Linked DNA regions of Zea mays: regions 1 and 2 are each linked to region 3. The links are chromatin contacts, called in public Hi-C maps. All regions are on one chromosome and are shown on one strand. Each heading gives the region's core, a stretch centred on a gene start, on an enhancer-like site or on the middle of the called end of the contact. The rest is flanking DNA. Distances are from core to core; before and after follow the strand shown.

Region 1 (3,287 bases), core at 104-2,603, 180 kb after region 3:
CGAGAGTCGGTTTTAATACGAAAACACTAGTCACTGTTGTACAGCGTACCACTGCTACTACTACACGATTGAGGAATAAATTGCAGATCTGGCAGGGTGCAGTGCAGATCCGCAGTCGGCAACCTCGCTTTTGCAGAGCGCGCACAATGGCTGTACTGTACAAAAACCCATCTCGGCTTTTGCACCCAAAGCCCTCGGCCGGCGTACGAACTGCCCCCCGTCTTTTCTCGGCCCGTCTGTCCCCCTTCCAACCATCCAAAGGGAATGCATGGGTGGTCATCGGATCCATCCCACCACATCCATCCATCCATCAGAAACAGCAGTCAGCACTGCACGAGGCCAGCGGGCGGAGTTAACTTGCAGGCAGGCATGTTGTGCAGAGCGGCAGCACAAGGAAAACTGCAAAAGCTACCCCTCTGCACAGCACTGCCCACCCGAACTGCTTTCTTCTGACACCACCGGAAATAAAACCACGCACAACTGGTGGCTGTGCTGTGCTGCTGCTGAGCCATTGCGTGTGAGTCATGGCCATGCCACTGCTGGACGCCTGGGTGATGGGCACCACCACCACCACCACCACCATCCACAAGTAGTCAAGTACGCGCGCAGACGCAGCGGGGCGGGGTGGGTGCTGCTGTAGTTTGCACCGCATCGCAGGCATGTTACGCAAGAACAGCTGCGACGCGCAATGGGGGGGGGCACAATTCTGACAAAAATCTCATGGCGCTACCTCTGGTCCCCTACCACTCCCAACTCTCCCACAAGTCACACACATCCCTTGAATTGAATCCCTTTTCATCCCTCTCTCTTTTCAATGCTCCTATCCCTTCGCTCCCGGAAACGAAATATCTACGAGTACATTAGCATCTCAACTCAGTGCTTTTAGATGGGTGGAAGTGGAAGCACGCTTAATCCAGCAGCCCCCAGTTGTTTACTCTTTACTGCAAGCTGTGGGCACTTTCTATCGTGCCCTTTTCCTTAGATGGTGGTAGTAGTGGTGGTGGTACAAAGACAGCAAAAGGGATGGAAAAAAAAGCTCAAGCCTATGTATGTATACTTACTTGTACACACACAAACAATATCCTGGTGCATCTTTAGTGCAGTGCAGTGCAGGCACACACACACACATACAACATCCCTCTCCCTCTCCCTTTGCAGGTCTGCCTGTACTACCACCACTTGTGAGATGGAGCAGCGCGGCATCACTGTCCTACATCCATCCCTGCCCCTACCAGTAATTTACCAAACCTCTGCTGCTTTCCATAATCAAGCACCACACAGTGCCAGTGGGGGTGCCAGTGCCACTTTAACTGATGAAACACCACCCCCCCTCCTCTTCCTCACTTTGCCCCCCACCTCTCTCTCTCTCACTACGCGCAGTAGTATCTCTCTCTCCACCCTTGGGTACGCTGAGCACAAACAAGGGGCAATTGGTAAGGAGCACAAGGCCTGGGCTCTGATGGGAGTGGAGTGAGGCGCTGCACGGGATTCTCTGCTTCTGCGTGGTAGAGCAGGTAATTCTGCTTTCGCGCTGGTAACCACCGATTCTCTTGTTTTTTTTTCTTTTCTTGGCAGCCTTCCTTGAGTTCTTGCCTCACCCAGTTCATGTCATGTTCATCGTGGCCTAGCCTTCTCGACGTCTCGGTTCTCTGAATAGCTGCTTCTCTCTCTCTCTCTCTCTCTAGGCATGCTGGCTTCGACCACAAGGTACTTGCAGTAGAATTTTGGTCCCCAAGAGTTTTGAACCAAGGCCCTCCCAAAACTTTTGCTCTCGTGATTCGTCCAAACCCGAGATTGTTCCGTCGAGTTCATACACATGGAAGTGGAATTCTTACATGGAAATAAATAAAATCACTTTAGTTCGTTGGTGTCTATGCTAAAAACATGCTTGCATGTTAGTCCTGTCTAAGCCCCCATCATGTTTTTTTTGTCCTGATATTACTTTGGGCCGCCTAGTGGTGCTAGATGCAGCAGCCGACGAGTCAGGTAATATAGCATATCTTGTCCAGATATTTCTGTCTCCTTGCTATGCCTCGTGACATAAGATCATTATTAGTCTCTGCTGGTCCGGATGCTTTGCTAGTGTACCAAGCCAAAAAAAAAACAAGATAATTTTGCTGACATTATCTTCCAGCGCTATGTCTAAGAGAGCTAACTGTACTCCAACTTGTTCGAATTTTCAACCAGTAATTTCGTGGCTACATCGAATAAATTTTTGTATTATATATGCAGAAAATACCAGTGAGAGTCTTTCCTGTTACGCTGTCTGTAATCTGGCATAGTTACTCAACCTTTACAGTTTTATTACTGTGAGCTGGTGGTGGGATTATCTGGAGAACACTAAAATCTAACTCAAGGTTAGGTACTGCATTCTGAGCAGGTGAATTAGCCTAAAGTACAACATTATTTGAACTAATGTGGTTTAGATAGGAACAACAGAGCTCCCATCTTTCCTGACAACTACTGAATATGCTATTCTTGGACTTTACTACTCCTTCCGATCCAAATTACAAAATACCCCAACTTTCTTAGAGAATCAAAAAAAAATCTCAAGTTTAAACAAAAGTACATAGAGAATTGCATATATTTATGGCATCAAATAGGCATACTCTAAAAAACAATTACTGAAGAATATAATAATACTTATTTGGTACAATAAATGTTATTATTTGATTATACAAATACGGTCAGATGCTTTAGCTCTACAAGTTGGGATGACTTTTAATTTGAAACGGATGAAGCATTAGATAAGGTTCGATTTTAGAGATTCCCAGACCAGAAAAGATGGCATGCTTTTCATATGTTTGTCCTCAGACATGGAATTTGAATGTAGCATATCCAGGCCTATGAAAAGAATCAGATGCTTCTCATGATTGTTGAACAGAAAATCGACCACTCTGGAAATAGGCTAAGATTCTCCTTCCCCTCGTTTGCTCTTTACGTCATTATCTGCATCCAGTTTGCACTGGCTACTCTTTAGCTCCAGTTTGCCCAAGATTCTTTTTCTCTAAAAAAAGGTGGTTTAGCTTAGTAATTCAGCAAGCATATATTTTGTTTCCCTACTGACACATGACAAAGTATTACTCAATGGACAACCTCTAGTGCATATGGACAAACATGGGCCATCTTGAGGATCACTTAAGCTGCAAGGAATTTTAGCCAAAATAATCATTTGCGACAACATCCTTTTTATCCCATCTTGAAATAATCAGTTTGTCATTGGTTTATCTGAAGCTAGTCATAAACTGTTGATCACCAATCTGCACACCAGTAGGCAAACCAATGAG
Region 2 (2,937 bases), core at 273-2,772, 130 kb after region 3:
TAGCATCACTAAACTTAGTTTCATACTTGGCATATAGCTAATACAACTCAGTCTTAACCTTTGCAAAATAAGTACCGTAATTATAATTGTTAGGATGAGAAGGCAGTTTGAGAACATTATACAAACCCCTCAACTTAGCTACGGGGTCTAGAACAAATGCAAAAGAATATAACAATGGTATAGACTTCTAGTATTTCATAAACTTAGCTTTCATTTGAACAACGATAACACTTAGATTAGTATCATGTTCATGTTCGTGCAGATGGCTAGCAAATTCAAGTATGTGATGGATTACCAAAGGACCGGTGGGGTAATAAACACCAGACATGACAACGTTTGATTCATAAAACAACTCAAGGAACTCCAAAATCTTTTCATCTACATACCAATGTTGTTCATTCATTAGAGGATAACCACAATTTGTATTTATGAACACAAAAAATACAAACTTATATGGCAAGAGATGCTTTAGTATAAGATATGTTGAGTTCCATCTAACATCCATGTTCAAACCAAAATTACGAGATCTACAACCTTTTGCTTTGCAGTAATTACTAAATGAACCAATTCTCTGGTTTGTAGATTTTAAGAAATTAATAGCAATTCTAAACACAACTAAATAATCCTTAAGCCTTTTTCAAGCCACATATCACAATCAAGTTAATTATGTGACAGGCACAACACTGATGGACAACATTATAAATTTTGTTACTAGGATCTATTGGATCAATACCAGCACCCAAGTACCCAGCAAGCATAGGTGATAATATAAGCAAAAGTAACAGAGAACACTTTATCAATCATGTCAAAGCATTGAATCATAGAAGCAATGCGTTCAACAATGTTAACACCATTATGGGATACTTGGATCAATTTAAAACCTATCACAAACTTCTTTAGTTCCCAACCAGCATTAACAAAATTAGCAAAAACAGTAATGTAGTCTTCATTAGCATTACCAGACCATATATCCATATATCAGAAGTCAAGCAAATAGAAGACACACCAGGAAAAACAATTTCTTTTAAGTTCTTTAATTTTTCATTGTGTAGCTTAACCAAGTCTCTAGCAGTTGTAAACCTAGGTAATCTAATATATCTAAACTCAACTTGAGATTCAGAGAGTCTCCTCCCCTCCCTCGGTTGTTCAGCCACGTATCACCTCGTCGATGCTTTGTCTGTAACAATTACATAAAAATGAATACCAATATCTCATAAATCATTTGCAAACATACGATCGAAACCAAACACGTCTTGACTAAAGTTTAGCTCGTATCACATCAAACATTTGAATATCAATTGAGAGTATGAAATATAGACTTAATTAAGTTTAATAAATCCGTCTCGTATTTTAGTTTTATCTGTGAAATTAATTTTATAATTATAATATATTTAATATCTATAATTATCACTTAAATATTCGATATGATAGATCTAAATTTTAACAGAGGACAAAAAAAGAGAGAAAAAGAAACAGGGACTTCCCGTCCCAAAGAGCAAAGAGGCCAAGCAAGGCCCGAGCCTCGGACCCAAACCCAAACATCCATCTCATCGATCTCCTTATCCCTTCCCGTCGCATAAACCCCCGCCGCCGTGACCTCGCAGCGACCCTGCCCTCGTTCTAGGCTTTCATTGCAGGCCTCGCGTCTCCAGGTAAGCATCTACGCTTTACCCGCCGCGCGCACACTCCGCTCCGTTCTGGCAATTTTGTTTTCTGATTTTGTGGAACGCTCGTCCCTGTGGGCTGTGGCACAGTGGCAGGGCAAGAGAAAGGAGAGGATGGCGTCGCCGATACCGCGCGAGTGGGTCGGGCTGCAGCAGTTTCCGGCGGCTACACAGACCAAGCTGCACGAACTCCTCGGCAAACTCAAGGAGGAGGTACTCCACTACGCGTTTATGCAACGTTCTATGCGTGAATCAGTTAACACCTCCGGTTTAAACTAGATGTCATCCGAGAATGTGTGCCATGGGAAGTCCATTCATTATTGTTCTTGGAATTATTTTTTCTTAACGCATGAAAATTAATGTCATCGAACTAAGTACTACAACTTCAATCTCATTACAGTCTGCTTAACTCATACTATTGTGGACCCAGAACCAGCAATGATTAAATTTGCGAGTTATGGCTCTGTAGAGTTTAGGAGCTGTCTCTGCTAGTGGCGGACGCGAGACGAGAACTCATGGAGGGCCAAAAAATCACACGAAAAAATTAAGCAAGACCATAAAAACTATTGTTGCATAGAATTCAAGTTTCATATCAATACACGTAACTTCAAAGAAAGAAACTATGTAAACAAAAGAAGCAAACATATCGCTAAGTTCTTGCTGAGTTGCTGACTGAGGCAATTGTATCCTTCTAGTTTTGAGACACTAAAATCGTTGAATATTGATCTCATCATCAATCGTCGAATAATGATCTCATCATCAATTTGTGTTCTTAATGCTGGATATGCAACTATTTCATCTAGATTAAATGCCATTCCAACACTTGATTGTTCTAAATTTTTTATTTGTGCAATAGACGAGTCGTTCACATTGGTATTGTCTTAACCATCGGTCGTGGAACCCCTTAAAAACGGTTAAAAAATATCCTCATTTATCTAAATAAAGAGGAGAAATAACCATCAACTATTTATCTAATCTCCAATTCACAATCAAAAGTGAATATTTTAATCTAATTCAAATATTGAATCTCTGGGAAAGAATGGAGTCAGGAAGGGGGCGGCGTCGAGAACGGGGGGTGTCAGGGCGGATTGGCTCGGGTGATATCGAAAAGAATAGAGCCGGACAGATAGATGTGAGGACTAGATCGAGACTTAGGATGAGAGTCAGGAGGACTAAGCGTTTGAGCCGATCCAATGAGTAAACCTAGACGTACGGGACTGTTTTGGCCCATCCAAATTTCTAGTTTTTTCTATACTTAACATTAGGTATAAGG
Region 3 (3,126 bases), core at 103-2,602:
GATGAAGAGCACATAACTGATGGAGAGGTTCTAGCTATCATACTGATGAGAAAACAAAAAAAACAACTCCCCAATATTTTGTGATATCCAATTATCCATTAAACTAGAATTCAATAACAGAACTGATGGAGATGTTCTAGCTATCCATGAGCAGATTTGCAGCATTATTCATCTTTGACATGTTTGATAGCGTACGAAAAAATACCCCATAAATTCATAATTTTAACTGATATGAGTGAGATTATTCTATGCAGTCAACCAACAAAAGTGTTGTGGTGCCTTTGGAAAGAGTTAATGCACAGTTAACTTTATTATTTCACAAGGGCACATACTCATTGCATTTTCTTTTGCAAATTACACAAACAGGTTAGTCATTATAGTGAAAACTATGTAATGAAATAAAGATACACTGGTGAAACAATCAAAGCGAAAAGTGTCACAACTCAAAACAATGGAAAGCAACATACCCGAGCACGCATTGCAACAGCACGTCCACGACCAACTCCAATAGCTGATCCTTTGCCCTACATTCGACAAAACAAGAAAATTATATACCATCTCACCATTAGTTTTCTCACAACAAGACACTAAGAGGTACAGGGAATCATCAGTAACAAACCCTAATCCTCGCTTCCAAGCGCTTGAACATGGGAGCGTTCTTGAGCATATCAGGTATAATCATAAATCTGTAACATAACAGCAGCAAAACCCACACACAGAAAAAAAAATTAGGCCGCCGTAACTCAACAACATTGCATGACGAAACAAATCTAGTTTTTCGATTACCTCACTCTGCTTCCTCTGATGAAGACGTGCTCCAGCTGCGAAACCTTCCCATCCTGCAGATTAACCAACAGAAAGGAAGAAAATATTCAGGGAACCATAATCCATGAGAATATAGCTCAGATCCGAAGGTAGCGCGGGCAGGGAGAGCATACCTTGGCAGTGAAGGTTATGTTCTCGAGCTGGCAATTCCAGTTATCCTCGCACTCGACCAATGACCCCCGGTACACTTCGCCGGTCTTGAGCTCCACCGTCACCACGTGACCCGCTGCCTCATGGAGCAACTTCACCGGGATCCCCAGGCTCCGGCTCATCTTCCCCTTTCCGTCTCTCTCGCTGGCTTTCTTTTCCCTCTTTTCGCCGCTAAAACCCCAGCTCGTGGAAACAGGGGGAGGCGGCACGAGAAGAAGCGAGGCGGACCAAGGGCGAACGGGAAAGAAAGGAGAGAGGAAGGCCTTAACGGGCCGTTTGTGAGGATACCAGCCCAAATTTGAGAGGAGGGGAGCCTGGTCCAAGTCGCCGCGAAAACGACCTCATCGAATCGCTTGGCGATGAGGCAAATCGCCGAGAGCCCGAGACGAATAAACCGATGCGACGCGTCTTCAATCCACCTGTCCGTGATCCGCTCACCTAGAACCTACTAGAAGGCGAACCAACCCGCACATTCACTTCTCTTCCCATCCGTACGAACTCGCAGATCAGAGAGACCGAGGCGCCCGCGGTTCTGCTTTCCTTCCTTGCCCCGTTCACGAGAGAATTTTCTGGAGTCTTCGACTCGAGCAGGGTTCCGATGGCGCTGCAATGGATGATCCTGGCGTGCGTGGTGGCGGTGGAAGCTGCGGTGGCTGCGCTGGTCACGCTCCCGGTGCCCCGCGCTGTGCGGGGCCAGATCGTCGCGCTCACGTCCTTGTTCCTGCAGCCCCTGTCCAGTGTGATACCCTTCGCCGCCTTCCAGATCCTCGGTGCGAGCATCGCCTCTTCCGTGAGACCCCGACCTAGGTTGGCTTGCGACCCCGTTTCGGGCTGACTGGTTCGTTCTTTTTTCTGATGTGGGTGCAGATCTCTACTGGAAGAAGGAGCACAGACTGATGTGCACCTCGGAGATTTGCACCGCCGAAGAGCGCATTCGCTTCGAGAAATCTGTGAGTGATTGATTCCCTTCCATGTTTAGATTTGTGTGGTGCTTCTAGGTTTCTGCTTTTCCTGCTTAGCTTTGTAAATCTGAAATATGTAGTGATTGTTTTCCCCTTAAGGGCCAGTTGTTTAGTTGGTGTTCTACTTCCTAATTAGATGGAAAAGCGTGAACTGGCCAGATAAGATCGTATTAAAATTTTGTAAAGTTTTATTGATGCTCTCATCTTCAATTTGATTTCAATACACCTGTTTAGTAAGATGATTACTTTCGAAACTTTAAATGGCTCTGGAAAGAAGCAAAGTTTTACTTTTGAGTAGATAAGTTAGAGAACCAGAAATTAGGAACAGTACAAGACGCAGAAGCAAAATTTGGAATATGGGTAGCCATGTTTTTTAGGCTATGTGATCTCCTATAGGCTATAGCACAGGAGGTATAACCTGGACACCTAGGAGCCCTAGGTGATGCCTAGGTCAATGTCATAACTAAGACCCTGTGGCTTCATGTGACACTTGGGGCTTGTTTGGGAACAAGGATACTAGAGGGGATTGGAGGGGCTAAAATCCCCTTGCTTTTCAAATCTGAATAGCAAGAAAATTTTAGCACCTCCAATCCCTTCCGGTATTCTTGCTCCCAAACAAGCCCCTGCGGTATGTCTCAACGCCTAAGCAACGACTCAAAACCCATGTGGGTAACAGAGGTAACAAACATATTCTAGTATTGGTCATATAACCTGTCAACTTTTATTCTATGGCCACTATGCAAGTGACAGGCTCAAAGCATGATGGTCTAACATATCATAGATTGGAAGATGTTTTGTCTATCAGCTACATTTTAGAGGAACTTGATGTTTTCTCATTTGTTGCACCCATCTTGTTAGATGGAATAAATGACATGTTTATTTGCAGCTACACTGATGTCAACATTTCTTAAAAGGACACCAATCTTTCTAAACATATTCTATTGGATGTACCTGTGTTAAGAACTAATAAGCATATATAGACCTATCCTGCATAAATATTTGGATTGCATGATAATTACCACCGTTGAGGCATGTTTGAGATGAGACATAGTACCAGATATACCCCTTAATTTGTATACGATAATTTGAAAAAGGAAGTTCTATTCAATATCAGCATTTGCAAACATTTTCCATACATTTCACATAAGCTGTTCTACAATATTACATTCCCAAAAAGGGCACAATCTAT

What was found. Hi-C and Micro-C count contacts between places; a contact is called where the count stands out from the background.
Region 1: a contact with region 3 is called in a Hi-C map of ear, with 2.0 times the contacts expected there. The contact joins the promoter of LOC100285677 here to the promoter of LOC103633373 in region 3. A contact is called at or near these places in 5 of 25 Hi-C or Micro-C datasets (ear, endosperm, leaf and 1 more).
Region 2: a contact with region 3 is called in a Hi-C map of leaf, with 4 times the contacts expected there. The contact joins the promoter of LOC542012 here to the promoter of LOC103633373 in region 3. A contact is called at or near these places in 2 of 25 Hi-C or Micro-C datasets (leaf and tassel).

What each region holds. Positions count from the first base shown.
Region 1 is chr1:32,121,951-32,125,237 of Zm-B73-REFERENCE-NAM-5.0, reverse strand. LOC100285677 (zinc finger protein 7) reads left to right here and starts at 1,353. Exons shown (of 2, transcript NM_001314061.1): 1 at 1,353-1,514.
Region 2 is chr1:32,169,234-32,172,170 of Zm-B73-REFERENCE-NAM-5.0, reverse strand. It overlaps LOC542012 (translocon of outer membrane of chloroplast35), which reads left to right and starts at 1,522. Exons shown (of 8, transcript NM_001111659.2): 1 at 1,522-1,652; 2 at 1,755-1,877. The coding sequence starts at 1,779.
Region 3 is chr1:32,297,324-32,300,449 of Zm-B73-REFERENCE-NAM-5.0, reverse strand. It overlaps LOC103633373 (small nuclear ribonucleoprotein Sm D3-like), which reads right to left and starts at 1,352. Exons shown (of 5, transcript NM_001301604.2): 1 at 939-1,352; 2 at 787-839; 3 at 620-686; 4 at 468-524. The coding sequence starts at 1,097. It overlaps LOC100191929, which reads left to right and starts at 1,268. Exons shown (of 6, transcript NR_183654.1): 1 at 1,268-1,745; 2 at 1,843-1,925.